Linked DNA regions of Callithrix jacchus: region 1 is linked to region 2. The links are chromatin contacts, called in public Hi-C maps. All regions are on one chromosome and are shown on one strand. Each heading gives the region's core, a stretch centred on a gene start, on an enhancer-like site or on the middle of the called end of the contact. The rest is flanking DNA. Distances are from core to core; before and after follow the strand shown. Region 1 has its middle 5.9 kb from the start of TMEM236. Region 2 holds the start of HACD1 (3-hydroxyacyl-CoA dehydratase 1).

Evidence for each region. A called contact is a pair of places that touch in the nucleus more often than the background predicts.
Region 1: a contact with region 2 is called in a Hi-C map of skeletal muscle, with 5 times the contacts expected there. The contact joins the enhancer-like site here to the promoter of HACD1 in region 2. A contact is called at or near these places in 2 of 3 Hi-C or Micro-C datasets (both in skeletal muscle).

Annotation. Positions count from the first base shown.
Region 1 is chr7:18,555,192-18,558,067 of calJac240_pri, reverse strand. No RefSeq gene overlaps it. Among named protein-coding and RNA genes, the nearest start is that of TMEM236, 5.9 kb to the left of the region's middle. Within about 2 kb of position 1,262, at least 5 of the 16 cell types and tissues checked have an H3K27ac peak or open chromatin away from gene starts, as enhancers often do. A contact at or near this core is called in skeletal muscle, where this site is marked.
Region 2 is chr7:18,448,001-18,450,865 of calJac240_pri, reverse strand. HACD1 (3-hydroxyacyl-CoA dehydratase 1) reads left to right here and starts at 1,440. Exons shown (of 7, transcript XM_008999996.5): 1 at 1,440-1,642. The coding sequence starts at 1,554.

The sequences.
Region 1 (2,876 bases), core at 13-2,512, 110 kb before region 2:
AACCTGGGCAACATGGCGAAACCCCGTCTCTGTGAAAAATACAAAAATTATCTGAGCATGGTGGTGCACACCTGTAGTCCCAGCTGCTTGGGAGGCTGAAAAGGGAGGCTCGCTTGAGCCCAGGGGGTTGAGACATGATTGCGCCACTGCACTCCAAACCTGGGCAACAGGGTAAGACCCTGTCCTTTTCCCCACTCAAAAAGGGAGCGAAGCGGTGAGTTAGGAATAAAAATAAGAAAAACATTTTTTTAAGAAACAAGAATTAGGCAGAGAAGAAAAAAAGAGAGAAGTATGCAGAAAAGAGAATGTGCAGGGATTTGATCATGGTTAACTCTTTTTATTCCAAGGGAATGCTGCCTCCCATGCTGACATTTCCAAAGGAGGAATCACGTTCTATCACTCTCAGTTCAATCTGTTCCCTCAGTCTACAGGCTTCCGTTGCCTCGCTCGGTCCTCCTTACCCTCGCAAGGCATGGGCTCCAAATAAAGCTACCAGATCTCTTTTCTTCATAGAATGGCTCCTTGGGTTCTCAAGGTAAAAAAGACAAAGTCCCTGTGGACTGCAGAACTGACTCATCTCAGTATGCCTGTTGAAAAAGACTAGGACCCTTTCCAAGCATTCACCAAGGCTTCGTAGATGTGAAGGCTGCAACATTTCCCCAGCCTCCTCCAATCTGTGGGTCCACAAAAAGTACACATGTCCTAACGGGTTTGCAGCATGAATGAAGGAGACTGGCGAGGACCGTCTGGTGTTTGCCTGGTCCAAGGCATAGCCTTCAATCATGTCAGAGTCTTCAGCCCTTGTTTCTGAGACAGAGTCTCACTCTGTTCCCCAAGCTAGAGTGCAGTGCTGTAATCTGGGCTCACTCCAATCTCTGCCACCTGGCTTCCAGCAATTCTCCTACCTCAGCCTCCCGAGTAGCTGGGCTTACAGGCACCTGCCACCGCACCTGGCTAATTTTCGTAGTTTTCAGTGGAGACAGGGTTTCACCATCTTGGCCAGCCTGGTCTTGAACTCCTGACCTCATGATCCACCCACCTCAGCCTTCCAAAGGGCTGGATTACAGGCGTGAGCCACCGCACCTGACTGTCTTCAGCCCTTTTAAGGTGTCATTTGACTGAATGTTACAGAAAGGTTTAGGAGGCAGTGAAGGTTCCTTCATGAGGGACAGAGCAACTAGCAGCTTGGCAAAGAATAAGAACGTTATTATGCCAACACCAAGCTACCGGGAGGAAATAATCCCAGGCCTCTGACTTGGAGACAAAGACAACGGGAGATGAAAGAAGGTTTAAGATCACCTACCAGCTGGGGCCCGTTTACTCCAATCCTCCAATCCTGATTCCTGCCCTTCTAAGTCCTCTGTTGAATCTGCCATGCAATTGCACTGCGGTAACTGGAAAGACATGGAAGGGGACATTTTCAATCCACCCAAATTCTTTACTTGGATTAACCCAGTACTGATTCGAGGAACTCTGCGCCTTAGTTTGCTGCTCTTTAATGCTGGGTTTAACAACTTCCTGCTAGGAAACAGATTTGGGTTTCTGAAGCTGGATCCGTGGTGAAAAGACTGAGTCCTGTGGTTAGAGTTCACTTCCGTGTAGGAGTGTTGATGCAGTGTTTTTTATTTTAGTAAGCAGAAGATATCATTCTGTTCAGGGGAACACCTGTTCTCCACACTTCCAACTGTCATTTCCTTCCTGCAGGCAGGAAGTCAAAAATCGAGTCTCTAAAATTGTTAGTAAGATCATTTGTAATCTCAAGGTTTGTTACATTGTTTTCAGCATAGGGTCTGTGAAACACAATGTACAAACTGCCAGGAATGTTCTAGCATATCCGTGGTTTGTTTCCTATGATTTTATGATGTGCAAAAACACAGGAGCTAGTGGCAGTGAAACTGCTCTTGGGATCGAGCTGAATGTGCATTAGCCTAGGGAAGAAGTGAAAGTATGTTCCTGGGCCTGATTTACTGTTTATTTAAAATTTCTGCAGAGTTGCTGATCATCGTACGCAGGCGTGAGCAAATAAATCACTTGGAGTGAATTTAGTGAGATGATGTTACTATTTGACATAAGCCCCCTTGACCAATTTTTATCACAGTCCAGATTATGCTAAATACATACAATAGGAAAAACTGTCATTTCATCTGTCTGGCTGTCAGATCAGCCGCTTTGGAAGAGCAAAGACGACAGCGTATTCATTTTTGTAGCTCTTTTTATAACTGGTGACGCTGTTCTTGAAATTAAAATGTTTAGGAAATCCTCACTTAGAAAAATAATTACACTCCCTCAAAATGTCATTCCATTAAAATTTCCCAGATCTTAAAAGAGAAAGTGAATTAAGATTTCTCACTCCACTGTGTAGTCTTCATACAAATTGTGTGTATAGTAATGTATAAATGAACTAAAAAATTTTTTTAAAACAATATTAACGGAAAAAAGTAAGTCACTTCATTGTTTGCAACAATTCTCAAATTTTATTTCTCAAGGGACTAAAACAAGTTAGCCTTTTGGTATCCCAGAGTAACAAATTTAAGCAGACAAAAATGTAGGTATAGCCCTAACCAATTAGCATAAATTCACCCCAAAGTTCACAAGGATGCTTTAACCTAAATTTCCCACATCTTCACTGTCGAGGACTTGATAAATTTGAAACTCTCCAATTCTTCCTTACGTAAGTTAAACTATATTGAAATAACTATTAGTAGTCCTGCCCACCATGGATTCACAAAATAAGCGAAAATGATCATTGTGCAGTTAATGCGATCACCGTGGATAAAAGTTAAAATTTCCAGTGATTTGCCTATATGCAGTGCTTCCTAACTCCACTGGGTGGCGCAGGTTCGGTTTGGTTTTGTTTTCATCATATTTTTTTAGTT
Region 2 (2,865 bases), core at 191-2,690:
GGGTCCCCAGCAGCTATACTAGAGCCACCTGTGAAATTGGCCAGGGTTCTTGCTCAAAACAGCATGGTGTTACCCGGAAGTACAACCTCAATATGTGCCCCAGTGTTTCCATCAGTACACAAAGGATATAGGTTTCATTAAGTTGGACTAAGTGAACTTCCTTGAATGGATTATCCAGGCCTTGAACTCCTGACCTCAAGGCCTCCTTAGCCTCCCAAAGTGCTGGGATTATAGGCATGAGGCACCACACCCAGCCTGTTGCTGAATTTTGTGGTGAATTAATTGCTTTCTTTAATTACTAGGTTTTGAATGGATTATCCAGGTCATCTACCCCATGAAAGAAATCATGAAAAAATTTTAAATCTCTTTAAAAAATTAGAAAACAGTGTGGTTTCTTAAAAAGTTAGACATACACTTACGATGTTACTAAGTCATTCTGCATTTCAGTATTTACTGCTCTGTCCCCAGGCTATAGTGGAATTTTGGCTCACTTAAAAAAAAAATCATTTCCACTAAGAAAACTGAGGCATGGAGAGGTTAGTTGCCCAAGTCCATACAGCTAATAAGACGGGAGGAGTCAGGAATTTGGGGTTTGGATTTCAGTAATTGACTCCAGTGCCTGTCTTCTTAACTGCATGCTTTAAGGGGACAGAGTAAAGTGTTAAGAGGGGAAAGCATGAGCATTGACAGGAGAGAAAGTAGAAAACAGTGGAATTCTATCTTCTTTGCCTGGAAAGAGTTCTGTTGGCCCAGTGGCTAGGTTGCCTGTATCTGTACAAACGTTTCTTGTTTGCTACCCTTTGCTTGTCATGTCCTTTTTTTCTCCAGCTCCCCTAAGACAACCAACCTTCTGCGCTGAATTGACAACATTACCCTTTCAATCGGTGGACTTGGTAGATACACACACACACACACACACACACACACACACACACACACACAAGTAGGGCCAGGTGTGGTGGCTCACGCCTGTAATCCCAGTACTTTAGGCAGCCAAGGCAGGTGGTCACTACTTAAGGCCAGAAGTTCGAGACCAGCCTGGCAAACATGGTGAAACTGTCTCCACTAAAAATACAAAAATTAGCCGGGCGTGGTTGTGCATGACTGTAGTTCCAACTACTTGGGAGGCTGAGGCAGGAGAATCTCTTGAACTCGAAAGGCAGAGGTTGCAGTGAACCGAGATCGCGCCACTGCACTCCAAACTCTGTCTTAACTTAAAAAGAGAAAGAAATCACACAAGTGCGATGGTCTTCTCACTGTAATCCCCTTCTACCTGTTGGACTGGCTGGTAAAAGGGAAACAGGGCGAAATGGGCGTTTCTTCCCAGAAGCTCTTAAGAATGAATGTTTGGCCCAGCGCTGTGGCTCTCGCTTGTATTCCCCGCACTTTGGGAGGCGGAGGTGGGAGGATCGCTTTAGCACAGGAAATTGCAGTGAGTTGTGATCGCTTCACTGCCCTCCAGCCTAGGAGACAGAGACCCTGTCTCTAAAAAGGAAAGGAAAAAAAAAGGAAGGAAAAATAAAAAAGAAAGAAAAGAGACAAGAAAAGAATGAATGTTTGGCGAGAAGATCCCGCTCCCTGCCTACACATCGACAAACCGCCTTACAAAAGGCCAAGCGAGGCAGAGCCACGCCAAGTTCAGGTGCGTTCCCTGCGTCCCCACTAGATGCACTCGAAGGGAACACATCGCCAGGGCGCAAGGCGTCTGGGCGCCTCTCTAGGCAGAGGCCCTCCCACTCAGCTAGCGAGGAAGGAGGGTTCACTTTTCACGGGAGCCGGAACGATAGCGCCGCCTGGAAAGCTGGGCTCGCGGGTCCCGGATCCCCAGTGCCGGGGCCGTGGGTTCTAGCCCCCGAGTGGCGCGTTCTCAAGGGGCGGGGCTGACGGCGGCCTGGGCGGGGTCAAGGGCAGGGGCGGGGCAGGCAGGCAGTGGCCGGGGGCGTCCACTCCTCCCCCTCGCGGTCGGCCGGGCTGTCGGTGCCGAGCCCCCAGCGCGCGGCACATGGGGCGCCTGACTGAGGCGGCGGAAGCGGGCAGCGGCGCTCAGGCTGCGCGCTGGGCAGGGCCCCCTCCCACGCTCCTGCCGCTCTCTCCCACGTCCCCCGGGTGCGCGGCCACCATGGCGTCCAGCGACGAGGACGGCACCAACGGCGGCACCTCGGAGGCCGGCGAGGACCGGGAGGCCCCCGGAAAGCGGAGGCGCCTGGGCTGGTTGGCCACCACCTGGCTCACCTTCTACAACATCGCCATGACTGCGGGGTACGCGCGCCGCGGGGCGCCCTCGGGCCCTCCCCGCGCCGCGGTCCGCGGAGGTTCCAGGCTCGGGGGGAGCTGGCCGGGGTGGCGGGGGCGCGGGCGGCGGCCGTGGGGGAGGGGAGTTGTCGCCACGGCCACCGCCGGGGTTGAATGGAGCGGGCGGGGGGGGGGCCGGGCCCTGCGCGCCGGGCATTGCCTAATACGGTGCACTGCGGGGCGCGGGCCGGAGGTTAAGTATAGACCCTGGCAGGAATGCGGGGCCGGACCGCGAGGGAGGCGCCTGCGGCCGGGGCGCCGCTGCATCTGCTGCCGTTGAAGGAACGCCGGGCCTGGCCACGCCGTGGTCTGGAGAGCGCGGAGCCTCCTGCTGCGATCGCTGGGCAGAGTTTTCTCTCTTGCTAATTTCACGGCGACTTATTACTATTTTTTTTAAAGCATAGCACGTCCTAGAGCTTGTCACTTGGGACGATTTTGAAATAACCACCCCCCTTATCCGAGCCTGGAGCTCTTGCCCAGCATCTTTATGGCCTCAGATTCCGTGGCTGATACCCTGGACTTTGATTTCTGGCTTTGAAGTGTGACTTTGCAAGTTAAGGTTACACAATGACT